Regions from separate parts of the Mus musculus genome. Here region 2 is linked to region 1. Evidence: chromatin contacts called from public Hi-C data. All regions are on one chromosome and are shown on one strand. Each heading gives the region's core, a stretch centred on a gene start, on an enhancer-like site or on the middle of the called end of the contact. The rest is flanking DNA. Distances are from core to core; before and after follow the strand shown. Region 1 holds the start of 4933412O06Rik (RIKEN cDNA 4933412O06 gene). Region 2 has its middle 24 kb from the start of Gm31450.

Region 1 (2,971 bases), core at 61-2,560:
TCTCTTGTGAGACTATGCCGGGGCCTAGCAAACACAGAAGTGGATGCTCACAGTCAGCTAATGGATGGATCACAGGGCTCCCAATGGAGGAGCTAGAGAAAGTACCCAAGGAGCTAAAGGGATCTTCAACCCTATAGGTGGAACAACATTATGAACTAACCAGTACCCCTGAGCTCTTGACTCTAGCTGCATATGTATCAAAAGATGGCCTAGTCGGCCATCACTGGAAAGAGAGGCCCATTGGACACGCAGACTTAGTGTGCCCCGGTACAGGGGAACGCCAGGGCCAAAGGGGGGGAGTGGGTGGGTAGGGGAGTGGGGGTGGGTGGGTAAGGGGGACTTTTGGTATAGCATTGGAAATGTAAATGAGCTAAATACCTAATAAAAAATGGAAAAAATAATAATAATAATAATAATAATAATAAAAGACCCAACAATTCTCCTAGATCTTCTCAGGTCTCAGTAGAATTAGCACTTCTGTTCTTGTTTTCCTGAATTCTTATAAAATCACAATGTATTGTAATTATCTGCTTACAGATCCATTTCTTCCCGAAGTCCTTAAGAGCTTTTGGAGGACAAGAAATAATGTCTCTGCACATCACATATTCAGATCATTGCCTGTCAAAAGTAGTCATGGAATATGTCTTTAGATGAATTTTCAATGACAAAGAGAATTCATTATGGTTTAAAATGAATCTTTTTCTCCTTTGAAAGTTTTATTCTGGACCACCCTTCACTGACAGTTGGAGTCCTTTGATTTGGTATTGTTCTTTTTTCTTTCTTTCTTTCTTCTTCTCTCCGGCTCGCTCACCCAGAAGGCTGCACTCACATCCTGCAGAAAGGGACAAGTAACTCCGTTCTGGCCTCTGTGCTCTGGGCTTTTTGACAAGCTTTTGAAAATGACAGGGTTCGGCAACTTCACAGGGTGTTCAGTAATGGTCGCTTCCCCTGCTGCATTTTGAAGCTAACATGGGAAGGACAATCTGTCTGTTTTTGGTTGGTTAACACTTAACTCGTCAAAAATATGTTTTGTAACACATAGTCTATGTCCAAGAGGTCTTGCAAGATTTCCAAAGCTTTTTCCCACACTTTTTTTTTCTTCTCACCCGCGGAAAAAAGAAACAGTGTATTGCCAAAAACAAATTATCCCACTTCTCAAAAAGGACTGCTGCTGCTCGGGAATCTTCAAGCCACAAAGTTCACTTCAGGCCCGATCTTGGCCAATACTGCCCGCCACACTGCACGTATCTTGCTCGGCTCCTGCTCCAGTGCGGGGCTGCATCATGCACCCTCTTTGAGTCAGAGCTTGAATGTGGACAGTGTTGCCTGGCAACCGCTGAGGTCAGCTGCTCTTTGGCTATGCCGCAAAGATTCCTTTTTTTTTTTTTTTTTTTTTTTTTTTAATGTAATTAAGATTTTGTTGAACATGAACTACAATTTTTGTTTTCTGGGGAAAAGAGAGGAACAAAATTCTAGAATTTAGAACCTTTTGGCAGAAGACCCGACAGAACTCTTTCATTTAAGAAATGCCTTTAAATGGCTTGGTAGGAAGAAAATAAAAATGGAGGTATATCAAGTCTAAGAAAGTTAAACAAAAATAGCTATAGGGATTTGAAATGTGTATAACTTGTAGAAAGAACTAGCTCAAGAATATTTTAACCATTACAAGCAGGCTGCTGAATGTATCTTTCCCTCATTGACTCTACTAGGAAAAACTTTTTCCAGAACATTCCAAGAGCCTCGTAGAATCCTGACTTTGTGTCCTCAGAGCCATATACCTACTGCTCTCAGAAGAGTTTCTCTAGACTGCCCAATTGATCACGCTGGGCCACTACAGAACCTTTAAGTGTCTCTCACACGACACACGCTACCTTGACTTTTAGAGCCCTTTGGGAATGAATGAGTCGACTCACCCCCAACAAAGATGCTCTCTACTCCTCCAAATCCAAGATAAGGAAAGTAGCTAACACATAAGAATATTAAAAACTTGAGTTAATATCAATAAGGAAAGAGCACATAAATAATTTAAAAACTGAACACTAAAAATATTAAGGTTCATGGAAAACAGTTGTAATTCCAGAATCCTCTGTCCTAAAGAACTGCTTAGTGTGAGAGAGCAGTATGACGTTTAATCTTTGCTCAGAAAGCCCTTCTCTTTCACACTAAATGTGTTCTTTCCTTATTAATACCAATGTAGCTTTTATTGGAGGTTTTCAGCTACTAAAAACCAGTAAGCCAATGTACTTTAGACTAAGTAAATATTTGTGTTACCAGGTTCTGGCCAGCAATGATAAACGGTTGAAATGATTATAGCAGGAAATTGAAGCCAGAATTAATGAATTTAGGGGACTAAAAGTGTATTCATCTGACTCGGTAGTGAGCTTGTGTGAGCCCCAGCGTTCTCATCTGGAGAGTGGGGAGAATGAGAGTTTTCTCTGAGTTGTGATAATTAATGGGCATATTGGATGGGTGTTTTGTCCCAGCCTCGAGAGAAAGAGAGAAGCAGCCTCCAGAATCATCTCTTGGATGTGCAGACTCTATGGGACAGTGAGCTGTTTCTTGTGTCGGGGTACAACAGCATCCCTGACCTTCTCTGGCTCTCCTATCACAGTTTTCCAAAACCTGATGATTCAGTCCCTGAAGTGACATGGACCACTTCCTTAACTTTCTACAGAATTTAATATTCTTAGCACACAGTTATAAAATGGGCCAGAGGTAGCCTCCTCTGCAGTGAGTGTTGTCAGACAGTTTCTGGTTACAGGTTTCACTCCTTTCCACCTCCCCTGTTTCCTGCAGCCTGAAATGTATCACCGAAGTGTGCCTTTCATTCCTCTCAGTGGCCCTGACTGTGACTCATGAGAACAGCATGCATGTTCCTCTCCCAAGCCTCAGTCATGCTTTGCCTAATCTGATGGATAAAGTAAACATTTTAACTTTCTGGACAAGTAGAAGCACATTATAAAACTAATTT
Region 2 (2,832 bases), core at 136-2,635, 110 kb after region 1:
CTTATACTCTAAGATACTGTTTGATGCCAAGCCTGGTGGAGTGATACTCTGGGGTGTGTACCTGTGCTAATGGTTTCTTGCTTCTTTATAAATGTCACTAAGATACCATAAAATAGTCTCTTCTCTCATCTTTTCATGATTTGATTGCAAAAAATACAAAAATTCAAACATTCCCGATCCATAGTGATTATTTTTTATTTTAGTGGGAATTCTTGGTTGATTTGTCATGCCAAGATGATAGAGATTAGAGTACAATGTGTCACATAGAAACACACAATTCTGTGATATTAACGCTTATTGTGATACACCTATTCTCTTTATTGGAGATGCTTATTCTTGAAGCACTATTGAATCATTTGCTTGTTCTTAGAGATGAATTATTTAAGATTTAATCAGTGATCCTTTTGAATTATGATACATTCAGACATATGTCTGGCTGAATTCACCACTTAAGAGGAAAATCACAGATGGACCAAGGCTGAGCCAAGATCAGAATTTTTGGATTCAAAAATAATATTTATTGTCTGTTTTACACCAGAACCACTAAATATGGACTCAATGGTAAAACCCAAAAACCTCTTTTTAGAATGCCTTGTATGTGGAGATTGTCATTGTAAATTTTGGGACTTTGGAAAGCCCTCAGTTCCCCTGGGTGTTTGACTATATCCTATGTGTAACTATCAATGTAGTACAATCGGTTGAATAATTACATCTTTTGAACAGCAAATAAATTGATTGCCGCTATGTTGAATTAGACCCTCTCCTCAGTGATTTGATCATTAACTCAATTGAGTTACTAGGATCACACAGTTGATTATATGAAAATTAAATCTAGATGTTCACATTGGATTGATTCTACTGGTATTTTCATGTATCAACTTTGTTAGGGTAAGGTAAAATGAAAGTTTGCTCCTTTTTTCACTTAGACAACATGCCAAATATAGAAAATAAGGCTTTCATAGTTCTTTGCTGGGTATAAGATGGTTAAGTTGCTAAGGAGCTGCTTACTGCATAAAAACATTTCAAATCTGGTTTACTATATAGGTGTATGATTTGTAATCGCAAGAATAAGGAAGGCAAAAAGAAAAGAAAGGCAAGAAAAGAAGCCAGTGGGAATTCTAGGTCTAGTGAGTGTATCTGACTTTTTCTTAGCTCTCAGACTGTAGGCTGGGAGATAATGGGAAGACGGTGATCAACTCATAGTTGCCAATTCCAATGAGACATATGACCTTTCAGTGTCTCTGTGAATGAACCAGCAGCAAAAGAGCAGTGGGAAAGATCAGCATGACCAAATTGGCCATGAGGTCTCTTAGATAAACATATGATGATGCTGGCATTCAGTGTTCTTATGACTTTCTGTGGCTTCCTTAGACTAGGGAATTTTCCTCATTACAACAGACAGCCCCATCTTTCATTCTGTGGTAATAAGGAAAAGGCCTCTGGTGTGACACATTGGCTCACTGTGTGACTAAGAAAATGACAGTTATTTCACCCTCTAACATCAGCTAGCTCCAGGTCTACTCAGAACAATATTCATAACAAAGACAAACAAGAATCCAGTCAGTAGGTTTTTAAAATTTCGTTTACATTTTCTTTGTTTTTAGTAGGTAATATAACACTGAATCTAAAAGGAATGCAATTAGGCTTATCATGTGTTTTATCATATAATATAGAATACTTAAAATTTCTTTTAAATTATATGTACAGGCTGTGGATGTGCACAAATGAGTCCAGTGCCCAGGGAATCAGAACAAAGCATCAGGACTTCTGGAACTGAAGTTATAGAGAGTGGTGAGCCCTCTGACATGGGTTCTGGGATTCAAACCAGGGTCCTATGCAAGAAAAGTATGAATTCTTAACTACTGAGCCATTTCTCTAACTCATTTTCATTAAAAATAATTTAACAATCATACTGTAGTCTCATAATTCCCCTCCTTTCTCTTCTCCCAACCTCTTCATATTCCTCCTGCAACTCCCTAAATCCTGGATTGCACACACACCACATGCACACACACACACACACACACACACACACACACACACACGTATATGTATATATACATGTATATGTATACATGTTTTAGGTTGATCACTGCATATTGAACAACCAATTACCTGGAGAAGATGGATTCTCAGCTTCATGCTAGTCATTAGTTGCTTGTAGTTCTATAGGTGTAGAGTCTGATGAATTCTGTTTTCCACAGTTTTGTCTTGTAAAACTGTGTTGTCATCCTCCAGGTTTGTTAAGATTTTATGGGTATAGCTTTCTTGTCATATGCAGTTGATTCACTCAAAGACTTCTGACTTCTTTGGATCACACAGTCTTTTTTGCTTCCTCTTTCAGGGTATTTCCTGAGCCATTGGTATAGGGTGTATTATAGATGTATTATTTGAGGTTGGGCATCCTGTAGTCAGTTGTTCTCTGAATTTTGACCAACTGTGGATTTCTATCATCATCTCTGTCTACTTGATGAAGTCAAGTACACTTACTTGAGTATTTGGGAAAGTGGCAGCAGTAGGTTCTCCATAGGTTGCATATCCTTATCAGCATCATTTATGGTACAGGCCTGAATTTCCTCCTGTTGAACTTGCCTTGCATCCAATTACACAGCTGTTTGTTACCACACATGCATGAGTGCCATTATTGCATCTTTGCGTGTACGTGATGATCATTTATTGTGAATCGCAGGCTTCACAGGTGGGCAGCACTCATAATTATTTCACTCAGCTTTGGTAGTTTACATATAACTACAAATGCTATGAAACAAATTCTCAGAGTAGGTTTCCAGATCACTGATACAGATCAGTTCATTTAAGTCCTGTGTCCAGAGT

Evidence for each region. Hi-C and Micro-C count contacts between places; a contact is called where the count stands out from the background.
Region 2: a Hi-C map of adipose-derived mesenchymal stem cells shows a contact between it and region 1, with 2.2 times the contacts expected there. The contact joins the enhancer-like site here to the promoter of 4933412O06Rik in region 1. A contact is called at or near these places in 2 of 484 Hi-C or Micro-C datasets (adipose-derived mesenchymal stem cells and liver) and 1 of 115 datasets of contacts at active chromatin or transcription factors (embryonic fibroblasts).

What each region holds. Positions count from the first base shown.
Region 1 is chr13:15,801,320-15,804,290 of GRCm38.p6, forward strand. 4933412O06Rik (RIKEN cDNA 4933412O06 gene) reads right to left here and starts at 1,311. Exons shown (of 3, transcript NR_045507.1): 1 at 536-1,311.
Region 2 is chr13:15,906,571-15,909,402 of GRCm38.p6, forward strand. It overlaps the pseudogene B230303A05Rik. Among named protein-coding and RNA genes, the nearest start is that of Gm31450, 24 kb to the right of the region's middle. Within about 2 kb of position 1,386, at least 9 of the 459 cell types and tissues checked have an H3K27ac peak or open chromatin away from gene starts, as enhancers often do. A contact at or near this core is called in adipose-derived mesenchymal stem cells, where this site is marked.